Regions from separate parts of the Mus musculus genome. Here region 1 is linked to region 2. Evidence: chromatin contacts called from public promoter capture Hi-C data. All regions are on one chromosome and are shown on one strand. The core of a region is the stretch at or near the end of the contact, and the rest is flanking DNA. Distances in the headings are between cores, read along the strand shown.

Region 1 (5,820 bases), core at 2,226-4,725, 830 kb after region 2:
TCTCTCCAATTCTATTTGCTCCTGGCTTTATTGTACTGCCAGAGCCATAAAAATTTCCACAGTAACAAAAGCAATGAAAAAATGGCAATAAAATGATCCATCCATGATCTTCTCCTAAACTCAAGCCCAACTCCTTCATTTTATTATAATTTTTCCCCTGGGACAGTCAAAAGCCCTGGCTTCTGTCCCCTCCTCCCTCTGGTGGATACATTTTGATAGGTAACAAATTTTTAAAAACTTTTAATCCTTCTCCTGTTGATCTCCCTCCAGGAGATATGAATAAAGATCATGACTGAGCGAATGCCAGGGCATAAACTGTATTAAGAACTCTAGAATTGAAAGCCTGCATTCTTTAAATCAGCCCCCTGCCGTGAGAGCAGAGAGTCAACTCTTGCACTCTCTATCCAATGGCAGTGAAATCTCAAATCTGCTCTGAGGTCAGAGGTAGGGCTTCGTGAAGGCTTAGCTTGAGACGCAGATCGTTGTCCAGGTGGTTTGTGCACAGGATGCTCTAAGGAGAAGCCTAGCAGGGAAGCAGAGAAGCAGCTCAGGCACGAGGACAAGCAAAGGGGGGTTGGCTCATACGCTCACTCTGACCACACAGGGAGCCCTGGATCATCCATGGTTGCTCATGGACGGTTCTCACCTTCAGCGATATGAGCTTGATACCCATTCCCTCATACCACTGCAGGATGCCTGCAGATATAACGTCCTACTCAGCTCCTGTCACCTGAGGGTGATTCTCCCAGAAAGTGGCCACCAGATGCATTTAACAGGCAGCGTTCCTGGGTCGAGGAAGAAGATGAGAGCATTGGTGAAGCAGAGGTGACCTGAAGGGGACAACTGCAGCATCACTGTGTTTTCCAAGGGTTGCCCCGCCAGTTCTAGCACAGTTAAGTTCATACTGCAGGTTTCTTTGATCTTTCCAGGCCACTGGCTGTGTTCTGCATGGTCTCCTTAGAATAAACACCGTTTGTTCTACCCGAACTATGCACTGTTGAACACAATCTATCAGCCTGACTCATTTGCTCCCCGTGACAGCATAAAGGATCCTAACACAACACAGAACAGGCAAATACACGTAGAATGAAAGACCCCAGGAAGACTCAGGCTCTTCGTGTGCCTTATCTCCATTGATCCTCACAAAAGAAGAAACTTGCTCTGTGTGTGTCAAAGAAGCGTGCTCCGTGAGTTTAGTCTATTGGCAAAGTAATTTGTAGTTAAGTTTCTGGGCTGTTAGGGAGGCAGATACAAGTGGAGAGCAAGCAGCCTGCCCCCCCCCCCAAAACAAATGCTGTACTACCACCTTTTGCGAAAAGAAGACAAACATAATCCTATATCCCATGGAAAACAAATTAAAAACAGTATAATGAGAAAACAGGTACACGACATATTGCCACACAGTCATTTCCCTTCTCAGATTTCCCACTACACTTTCAGAGTCCTTTTCAGATTTTAAATCAAGAAGATGGAACTTGGTGAAGCAGACTAAACCACTCAAAGCGGATAGCCATTAGCCATTGCCTGTTGGGAAGCATGTTGTCTGTCCCAGCCTTCTTGTCCTCCCTGGTCCTTCTCATTCTAGTGTCCAAATGCTCATCTGGCAAAATGGTGGAGAATATGAGTGCAGCAAAGAAGCTTCAGTGAGATGCGATATTAGCAACGATAAAGAAAACTCAAAGCCAAAACTGAGCGCAAAGCATGCTGGGTGCACGGGGCAGGGCAGGGCGTGTCTCTGCTCTGTCTAGATCTGGATATACTTGCTGTAGACAGAGGGGCGAGACACCTCGGGGAAGATTTGTTCGTGCCACTCCAACCAGCGCTCTCATTGCTGTTAGAATAGGAGATAGTGTGGAGAACATTGGGAACACATATAAGCTCTCATTAACAGTGAATGACAAGCTAATTTCCTCTTCATTTGTACAATATAGACATCATGCATTTTTATGAGGTTAAATCGGGGGTTCTGAAAGTTTAGCAAACAATTCTTAAGAGAGTTCTGTATTCCCTAATAACATTTTCTTTAAAAAAAAAAAAAAAAAAAAAAAAAAGGAGGCTAAGAAAGTAGAGATAAAGATGTAGAACTTTTGTCTCTAGGCAAGTCGAGAAGAAAATGTAAAAATATTCAACATAAGAGAACACAGTGGCATCAGATGCAGACTCGGGAGGCTAGAGTGGGAGCCAAGGTTATAGTAGAGACTAGAGTGGGAGCCAAGGTTATAGTAGAGACTAGAGTGGGAGCCAAGGTTATAGTAGAGACTAGAGTGGGAGCCAAGGTTATAGTAGAGACTAGAGTGGGAGCCAAGGTTATAGTAGAGACTAGAGTGGGAGCCAAGGTTATAGTGTGCGTGAGGGAGATTTAGCAGGGGTAGATTCAGGGGGAGGGGTTGGAAGCAAACCCGGGGCCTCTCACATGTTTGGTAAGCACTCTACCACTTAGTCATATAACCAGCCCGAACACATAATTTCTTTAAAATTAAAAATAAAAAAGAAGACATTTTGCTAAACCCTGGCCACCATGTATTGGCCATCATGGGCCCAGCCTCAGTCCCTGAGCCTCTGTTTTTGGGTGACCCACCAGTTTGAGACTGGACACGACCAGACGTCACTACGACTGCTCCATTTCTCAGGTTGCCTTCCCATCCCTCCCTTGTGACACCTTGACACCATGCCAGAGCGGGTCCCAATGAGTGCTACTCCTGCTTGTAATTGTTACCAGCCCACCCAGAACACAGGCTGCCTTGTGAGATTGACTAGAACAGACTCTCAGCCCTCTGTGCACCCAGCCTGATCCTGAAATCCTGGCCCCTGGGGTGAGTCACGTGGGAGCCATCTCCACACCTGCCGTGGAGAGAGCAGATTCAGTCACCCTGGGGAACTCTTGTGGCCATTCAGATTATGACCTATATTTAGAGAGAATTAAGTGTGCTTCCTACGTGTTGCATAAGGCTGAATCTGAAAGAACAGCACATGTACTTAAACACTGAGCCACCTCTCCATCCCAAGGCAGGTGTTCTGTCACGTTCTTGTCATTCTGACCCTGAATGGGGAATGGTTTGGCATCATTCTTGAGACTCCTGTTCACTGATTGTTTTATTCATGGGTTGAGTATGAGCTTCGCTTTGGAGAGTACTTTCTTTGCTGTCTTTGGGCACACCAGAAGAGGGCACCAGATCACATTGCAGATGGTTGTGAGCCACCGTGTGGTTGCTTGAATTAAACTCAGGACCTTTGGAAGAGCAGTCGGTGCTCTTAACCACTGAGCCATCTCTCTAGCCCCAGTACTTTCTTTATAAAAGTAGCTGTCCTGTCCAGCTTTGCTAGGGGACCCTACCCCAGTCCTCCATGTACAAGTTGTCAGAACTAGGTGAGCCACCCTTTTTTTGCAAGATTCGCTTTAATCAGGGCAGGCGCAGACAGTTCCCAGGGAAAGCCTAGCATACTATTTGGAGAGAGCAGCTCTGAATCTTAGATACTGAGTCAGGGTTTTCCTGGCAGGCAGGCTCTCACCCAAGGCGCTGTTTGAAATGTGTCATACGGCTCGGAATACAATTGTGTGCATCCCACAGGCTACCTGAACGTCGCTTGTCTCTGGAGGGAGGCACCCTCCCGCTCTCAGTAGATTTCCTTGGGCTTGGGCCCATGACCTCCGTTTAACAGAACATCCCAAAATGATGTATCATCAAAGGCAGGTAACTTGAGCCAAATTAAGTTAGTTTGAAACCGGTTGCCTTCTTTTGTATGTGTGAATATATTATAAATTAAAGTGCTGTCCCGTTTAGCAAGACCTCACGCCGGGAGAGGCATAGGGGCCAGAGATTCTCAAATCAGTTTCTGTGCTTAGGGCCAGGTTCATTTGAATCCAATATAGAGAAATATTGCCCTCTAGTGGAGGCAGCTTATTGATTCATTTGCCACCTAATTGTGAAATTGTGAATTGGGAAAACTGAATTTTACTTTTTTTCCATATTATTAAAAATATTTGTCCTTAATCCTAGCACTTGGGAGGCAGAGGCAGGTGGATTTCTGAGTTCAAGGCCAGCCTGGTCTACAGAGTGAGTTCCAGGACAGCCAGAGCTACACAGAGAAACCCTGTCTCGGATGGGGGGGGGGGGGATCCATACAATGTATCTGTATTATGGTTTCCCTTCCCTCTACTGCTCCCAGTCCCCCCCCCCCCCACACACACACACCTCCCCTCCTCTTCAGGTCCCTCCCCCCTTTCTGTGCCTTGCAAAGGACCTGTAGGAAAACAAATTTAAAAAGAAAGGGAGGAAGAGGGAGGGAGGGAGGGGAGGGAGGAGAGAGGAGGAGGAGGGGGATGCCAAGACACAACATTATGAAAGTGGGAATTTCCAAAAATGCAATTGAGTTAGTTTTGCATGTCCGCTGGGTGCACAGCCTAACCTGAAGAGTAGTTTCTCCAGCGAGACTCCCTTTGAGAAACCTAATGCTTTATTTGAAGCGGTTATCAGCTGTAGATAGCTTCTGTGTTAAGGATGGGACACATCTGCCTCTTCTTTCACCTCCAGGACCCCATCGCAGCCCTGTGCAGGCCTCTGCCTCTGCGTGTTCAGATGGGTTTAGTAGGCCCTGTCTCCTTGGTGTCCTCTGTCCCCTCTAGATCTTAGGCTCTTTCTGCCTCCTCTTCCACGGGGTTTCCTGAGCTCTGAGGGGAGGGTTTGCATGAAGGGATCCCACTTAGGGCCGAGCATCCCAAGGGCCCTCACTCTCTGCACACCGTCTGGCCCTGTTCACCCAGTTCTTGAGCAGAGAGCTTTATCATCTTGGTCTACTGATGGTGGCTTTTTCAACTGCCAGGGTTCTATGCAAGAGTCTAAATCAGCTCGTTTAAATCAGCTTGTAGAGTACATCACTTGAACTCTGGGTATATGCTATGATGTTCTCCCTCCTCGGTGAGTTATTGGGGGCAGAGCAATAGACATAGTCCAGCCAAAAAATTGGAGAAAAGGGGTGTTCTGTGCTTAGCCATATGTGGTAAAGTGAATTTGCTCTCAGATAAATTGTTAAAAAGTAGAAAGCATATGTATGCACTAAGGCACTGAGCGTACAAAAAGGAGAGAGAGATGGATCTGAAGGTTTGGGTTTGGGTTTTCTTAGCAGGGGTGTTTTAGGGTTTTTTTTGTTTGTTTGTTTGTTTGTTTTTTTGTTTTTTTGTTTTTTTCTTATTGTTGGCTTAGTTTGGGCAAATTCAATTTAGGAGTTTGGTTAAAAGAGATTTTGGAAGCATATGCACAGAGGTAAGTTCATAATTATTACTTCCTCTGTCCTGAATGGAAAACCTTTGAGAGCAGCAAAGGAACAAGAGATCTTTTTGCTAAATACGTTTTTCAGTTTATTTGTTTGTTTGTTTGTTTGTTTGTTTATTCACTTTACATCCCAATCGCTGCCCCCTCCCTTTCTCCCTTCCACAATCCCTGCCCCCATCTCCCCTCCCCTTCTCTTCTGAGAAGGTGGAGCCTCCCTCCGCCCCCCAGGCTATGTTCTAAATTAAGTATTTTTTGAGCATGGGTGACTTTGAGTTTTCTAATTTAGATGTGTAGTTCTCTATATGACCTGTAGGTGGCGCACTCAAACAGCGGTCCTCCTCAAAGTAACAATAAGGCCCCTTTGCTACAGTCCCAAGGTTGGTTTTACAAAGCTAGAGTGATCCCAGTAAAGGCTGAGGAGGGCTGCCTTGGGAAACCCTTTATACACTACATCAATGCTCATCTCTCTGGAATTACTATGTTTTATTTTCGATGCCACCCAGGACTTTTATAGCCTCAGGGTGGCCGTTTGTACATAAAGTCAAATAGT
Region 2 (6,173 bases), core at 2,388-4,887:
TCTTCTTGTGGTAGCCAAGTCTGTAGCCTGTAATCCCAGTACCAGGGAAGCTAAGGCTGTGCCCAGAAGTTCATGGTCAGCCCGGGGCGGGGCGGGGCAGAGGGGTAGGGACAATCAAAGGCTTTTATTTTTACCAAACTAGAGGACCAAGTCAGCACATGCTCAGGTTCTTCCCGGGGCTCCAGGAAGGCGCTTTTGCCAGTGACTATGCCTGATGTTTATGTTTCATTTGTTTTCTGATAAATCCTCCAGGTTACACACTGAAAACCCTCCCGAGAAACAGGGAGAAGGCGCCATTATTACTCAAATGGACCTTGCCTGCTTTCCTGGTTCCCCATTTTAGCAATCACGCTCTCTTACCTATGGGCAGGTCTACTCTAGTTTATGAAACTCTACCATCACTAATTTCCAAATAAACAGAATAACGACATAAAGCCTGTGTCCCGTTCAGTCCTAAAAAGTAACCCAGAACTGGTTGGAATTGAGCGGTTTGAGACCGCTGGTAGCAATCAATTTCCAAGAATTCTTTTTCTTACTCTTCCATTTTACACCTTAAAAAGGGTATTTCAGTAATTCTGCCAGCAGGAGGCCAGCCCAAGTACAGAAGAGCCAAGGTCAAGGTCCAATCCGGTTAACCTAATCACCTCAATTACAAAGTCCAATGTGTTTGTTACTGGAAAGGCATTTGCTCCTTCAATTCCACAGAAGGAAATGCTGAATCACTGAGTAGCATAAAGTCGAAATTCAGTCACTGATAGCCCTGGTGGCACGCGTCTTTCCTCCCAGTACTAGGGAGGCAAAGACAGGCTGATCTCTCCAAGGAACACAGTTGAGTTGAATACAGGCCAGCCTTGTGTACATAGTGAGTTCCAAGCCAGCCAGGACTATATAGCGAGATGCTGTCTTAAAGTTTTTTTTTTTTTTTTAAATAAATAAACAAATTCAGTTATACTCAGAATTCATAAAACATAAGATTAAATAAAAAAATTTTAAATTATTTTAAACACTCAAAATGAAAACATACCTCCTAAAGCCCCACTGTGATCTAGACTTTTCTTTTTAAAGCCATTACAGGCGATCACAACAGGAACGACGACGGAGAACAGCCAGCGCCACGGAGAAACAGGCCGAAAGTTACCTAGGAAGTTATAAGTATAGAGAAACAGGCTGTAAGTGGCCACTGGAGAGATACAGACATGGAGAACAGTGTGAAGGCTTGGTCATCTAAAAAGGTTTTGGATCTATGTATGTATATGTATGTAAGTATATATGTGTGTGTATGTATGTATGTATCTATCTATCTATCTATCTATCTATCTATCTATCTATCTATATATCTATCTATCTATCGAGAGACGGGGTTTCTCTGTGTAGCCCTGGCTGTCTTGGAACTTGCTCTGTAAACCAGGCTGACTTCGAACTCAGAGATCTGCCTGCCCCTCTATCTTCCAAGTGCTGGGGTTAAAAGCGTGTGCCACCACCACAACTTGGTTTATTAAATATTCTTAAAATTATTTTCATACACTACGAAGAGCTAATAGGGCCAACTGAGCCACAGAAGATTGGAAAAAAAAAAGCCTTATTTGGGGAAGTGAAGCTATAGCTCACTCATTTACATTGGGTGTCTGGTCCTAGTGGAAGAGATGAGCTTAGAAATCCTAGTTTGTTCCACTTACTTATATCAGAATGCTCTTGTGTGCATAGGCAACTTCTAAGACAACTTCAAAACTTAAAATCTGTGTGTGTGTCAAGTGTTGTGGTGCATTCACGCCCTTTAATCCCAGCAGATCTCTTTAAGTTCTAGGCCAGCCTTGTCTATGTAGTGACAGTCTGTCTCAGAAAAACAAAAACAAAACAAAAAAACCAGTGTGTGTGCATGTTTATGTGTGATGTGTGTGCCCGAGTGTATATGTATTTGTGTGTGTGTGTGTGTATAGATAACATGTATGTAGAAGTCAGAATAACTTTGAGTTGGCCCAAGAGTTCCTGGGGGTTCTCCTATGCCTCCTCCTGCCTAGGAGCACTGGAATTATAAATGCGTTCTACTGGGCCCAGCCTCATGTGGGTTCAGGAGATTCAGACTCAGGTCCCCAAGCTTGCACAGCAAGCACACCCAACCCAGAGTCACTACCTCAAGTCCCCGTTTTGAAATGTTACAGATCTCACTGGAATGTTGGCCCACATAATTCCAGAACATAGGAGCCTGAGACCAGAGGATTTGAATTTGAGATCACCCAGGGCTACAAGCTGGGGCCTTGTCTTAAAACAAAACAACCCAAACAGGCAACAAACAAGAGTTGGATATGGAGCAGCCTCTGAACACATGCATGGGTGCACAGTATATGCAAAACCCTGGATTTAACCCCCCCCCCCACTCTAAGAGCCAAATCCAAAATAATCCTTTAGAACCATCACAGGACCAAGGTATATAATCCGAATATATTAATGCCAAAATGAAATCCATCAGCTTGTACAATTAATATATACTAAGGGAGAAAAGTCCGTAAAGTCTTGTCTTATGTTGAAGTGTCCTGTAAAGTCATATACGATGGTTGGAGGTTGTAATCCCAATACTCTGGAGGCTGAGACAGGGATCAGGAAGAATTCAGTAGCAGGAGCAGTAGTAGGAGCTAAGACAGCAAGATTTGGCTTCATGAGAGCAAAGATGTACCAAGAAGCCAATGGAAAGACCAAGTGGCTGCAGGGTACGGTGATGATCAAACCGGACGAGCAAGAGGACAGTGTCTGCACGAGACCTATCTATTTGTGTGAAGTGACAAATTCTTCAACTTGCAAATGAAAAGACTGTACCTCCTTTGTTATTCTCACGGGATTATGAAACCGCTACACCATGGCAAATCTTAAAAAGATAAGCATCCCCCAAATTGTTTCACAAAACTACCTTTTATGTCTCCCCCCCCCCCAACTAAGGTAAACAGAAGTAATTATTTGAGACATGCGTTTTGTGATAGGTATCATTAAATATCAGCACAAGAAACATCATGGAAGGCTGTAAAGTTCTCTAGACATTGTTTATCTTATCACCGTAGCAAACCAGATTCAGGTTTCGGCAGTGAACATAACTGTTCTTAACCATTTACATATTTTTTGGATTTTGAAGTCGTAGTTTAAAATTCCACCCATTAACTTCTAGCAAAACTTAAAACACTTTTACTTACCATAATAGGTGCTAGCAGTCATTGACATAATCCAGAACGCTAGGGAAATGCAAATGATCAGGCTCAGTATTACTATATTGGTAATCATCTTTATATACCTTTTGCACGTAGTGTCGTCACTATCTGTCATGGAAAATAGAGCTACGAGCACCTGAGGGGGGGGAATAGATAGCATTTCAGATGAACCAAGTCATTCAAGTTTCTTGCAACAATACTCCTTTAGAGGCATAGAGAAATACCAACATCTTCCACCAACCGAACGACAAAATAGAATCGTAAATCCAAAACGTCTAGTCACTGCTGCAGGCGCAGCGCTCCGGCTCGACCCGGGGAGGTTAACGCCGCCCTTGGAAAAAGAAGGTGCAGGGAGGATGCACAGAGGACCCGCCAGGCCAGCAGGGAGGCCGGCAGCTCCCACCTAGAGGGACCCGGAAGGAGCACAAACGACCGGTGGCCAATGAGCGGCCAGCACCGCGGAGCCCCGCCCCTCCCCGCCCTCGGACCCCCCCCCCGAGCTCCGCCCCCGCACGGCGCGCTCCGCCCCCTGGGCCCCTGCTCCAAGTCTGCCCCAGCTCCACCTCTGCCGTACGCTGCCCGGGCAAGCGAACCAAGGCTGGGAACAGCGCGGGCGAGCGCCTTTACGTCCCCACCCCGCTGCCCCGGGAGTCGCTCTGGTCTCTCCGCGACTCCCTCCGTGTACGCATGCGCAGCAGCCCTGCTCCGCTCACGTGACTCGTCGAGGCGGAAACCCGGCTTGAGTTTGCTTAGTGTCTCTTTGCGGGTCGGAGTGCTGTTTCTAAAGCACCTCCAAAATAGACGTTAGGACAAATTAGGTCTTGGGATTTGTGGACAGCCTAGACTTGAAAAAAAAAATGTCACCAGTAAGGGTGGTGTGGGTCACTAAAACCTGCCATTGATGGAATAATGAACTGCGAGTGAATTTAGAGCCAGTAATGGGTTGTAACTTATGAAGCATTCATACCAGGCGATAGGGTGTGGACGACGTAGGAGTTTATCGTTAGAAGCGAAATTACTTAGAAAGTAGCTTAAAACAATGGCTTGGCTCTTAACCTGGGCCAGACTCAACTGGTACTGCGGTATGTAAACATAAATATAGTTCCCACGGTTGAGCTTTTGTATAATTACTGTTCTAACACACATTGTGGAAGTGTCTGTCCCCATCCACTCTATCTGTAAAAGTAACTTATTCGTCTGATGTATTGTCCTCTTGTAGGGCTCACTGTTGAATAAGCTCACCCTTTATAGTTCTTTCTAGAACTCTGGCTGTCTGGTTCAACCTAGCTGTTCTGGCTCAAACTCCTCACCAAGCTGCCTGATTCAATCTGGCTTCTCTCAAGTTCCCATTGAATTGTTCTGCCTAGCCTCAAACAACTCTGGCATTTTGTTCTAATCACCTGGCTCCTTCTTGTTCTCTGGCTTTAGTTGACTCTGCTCACCTGCAATGAACTTCATAGACTTGAAACAAACAAAAACCACAACCCGAACTCAACTGCAACTGCACCGCACTCCTGGCACTGCCTCCCACCTCTGACTAGCTGTCTCTCCCTGCACTGGGGCTCTTAAAATAGCTTCTCTTTCCTGTGCTGTCCTTGTAAGATGCATTCTGTCTCTGACTCATTCTGTCAAATCTTTCGATCTTTGTTACTTTGTCTGGCCCTCAATTAGACATCACTTTCACACCTGGCTCCTTCCTTCTAAAAACGAATTTGACCTTAAAGGACTGTACTCAGGTTGTATCCGTGTTCCAGGCAGAGGGGTTAAAGGGATGTGGCCTGTCTGCGATCTAGCCAGATCATAAAGATCTAGGTCTTTGGATGTAATCCCTTGCTAGAGGAGCCATCTTGCTGGATTAAAATTCCTCTACAATTTCAAGGGTGTGTATCCTGTCCATTCATTTATACAGCAGACCATCCTATTCTCAGATAATCCGAGTCTTGGGACTGATTTCACCTTTTATACATGGGTACTATTGTGCCAGTCCCATGTGGTTCTGGGGATTCAAATCCTGTTCTCAGGCTTCTACAGAAAGCACTTTATCCACAGTGCCATCTTCCCAGCCCCAGTATCAAAACAAAGATCTCACTAGATGTGGTGGCGCATGTTATTAATCCCAGAACTCAGGAGGCTGAGGTTCATTGGGAGTTATTTTGTCCAAGTGAATAGTAACAAGCTGACAACCACATATTTCCGAAGTGTTTCCAGCTACTTGTTGACAGTGTGGGAGGCAATGGAATTATTTAGATATTGTACACAATTGTGACATAACCCAGTCAACCTTTAAAAGCTTACATTTCCACTGCTGGGGGAAGGGCTTTTTCTTTCCGGTCAGGCTATATTTCTTTTGATGTACATGGGATGTCTGGTGGCTGAAACCATTTTGTATCACGGTGGGACACATTTGTAAAACTTCATGCTATTTTAAATTTCAAAATATATGCCAAGACTGTTTTTCCTTTGGTAGAACACAAAATAGTGGCTTCAACCAAAATTATTATATATCCTCTGTTATCTATTCTTTATAGTGCAAAGACTGGTCTGATTCCATGATAAGCTTCAAATTGGCAGTTAAGGAGACTAGGCCTACATTTCTGTTGCTAAGAACTGGGGAATTCCAGGCAAGTCCAGACCTCAGAAGCTGCCCCACCACTTGGCCTGAGGCAAGGACAATGGGTCAGCAGCAGTGTCCAGATGTCCTCAGCTGCTTCCTCAGTCAACAATTTCCAGGAACCCCCCCCCCCAGCAAGTTTTCAGCCCCCACACTGGTAATAGAATGTCCAGAGATGGACACAACAGATTAACAGAGAGGTCACCTACCTCAGAATTCCCTAATGTGCTTTAAATCAGGCCTGCACGTTCACTTGGGTGTCTCTCTATCTTGGTAATGGGGAAACCCCAGCATGCTGAACTTCTGCAGAATAAAACACTCTTTGTGTTCTCATACTATTTGAGTCCCGGGTATCATTCTCCTGTGAA

The links. Promoter capture Hi-C pulls out the DNA fragments that hold promoters and counts their contacts.
Region 1: a contact with region 2 is called in a promoter capture Hi-C map of cranial neural crest. The contact joins the enhancer-like site here to the promoter of Tmem19 in region 2. A contact is called at or near these places in 7 of 39 promoter capture datasets (the 3T3-L1 cell line, cranial neural crest, frontonasal cranial neural crest and 4 more) and 1 of 115 datasets of contacts at active chromatin or transcription factors (forebrain).

Annotation. Positions count from the first base shown.
Region 1 is chr10:116,193,641-116,199,460 of GRCm38.p6, forward strand. The region is part of intron 6 of Ptprr (protein tyrosine phosphatase, receptor type, R); the gene reads left to right. Among named protein-coding and RNA genes, the nearest start is that of Taf7l2, 83 kb to the left of the region's middle. Within about 2 kb of position 3,476, at least 45 of the 459 cell types and tissues checked have an H3K27ac peak or open chromatin away from gene starts, as enhancers often do.
Region 2 is chr10:115,358,630-115,364,802 of GRCm38.p6, forward strand. Tmem19 (transmembrane protein 19) reads right to left here and starts at 3,638. Exons shown (of 7, transcript NM_133683.4): 1 at 3,423-3,638; 2 at 3,180-3,330; 3 at 1,025-1,138. The coding sequence starts at 3,309.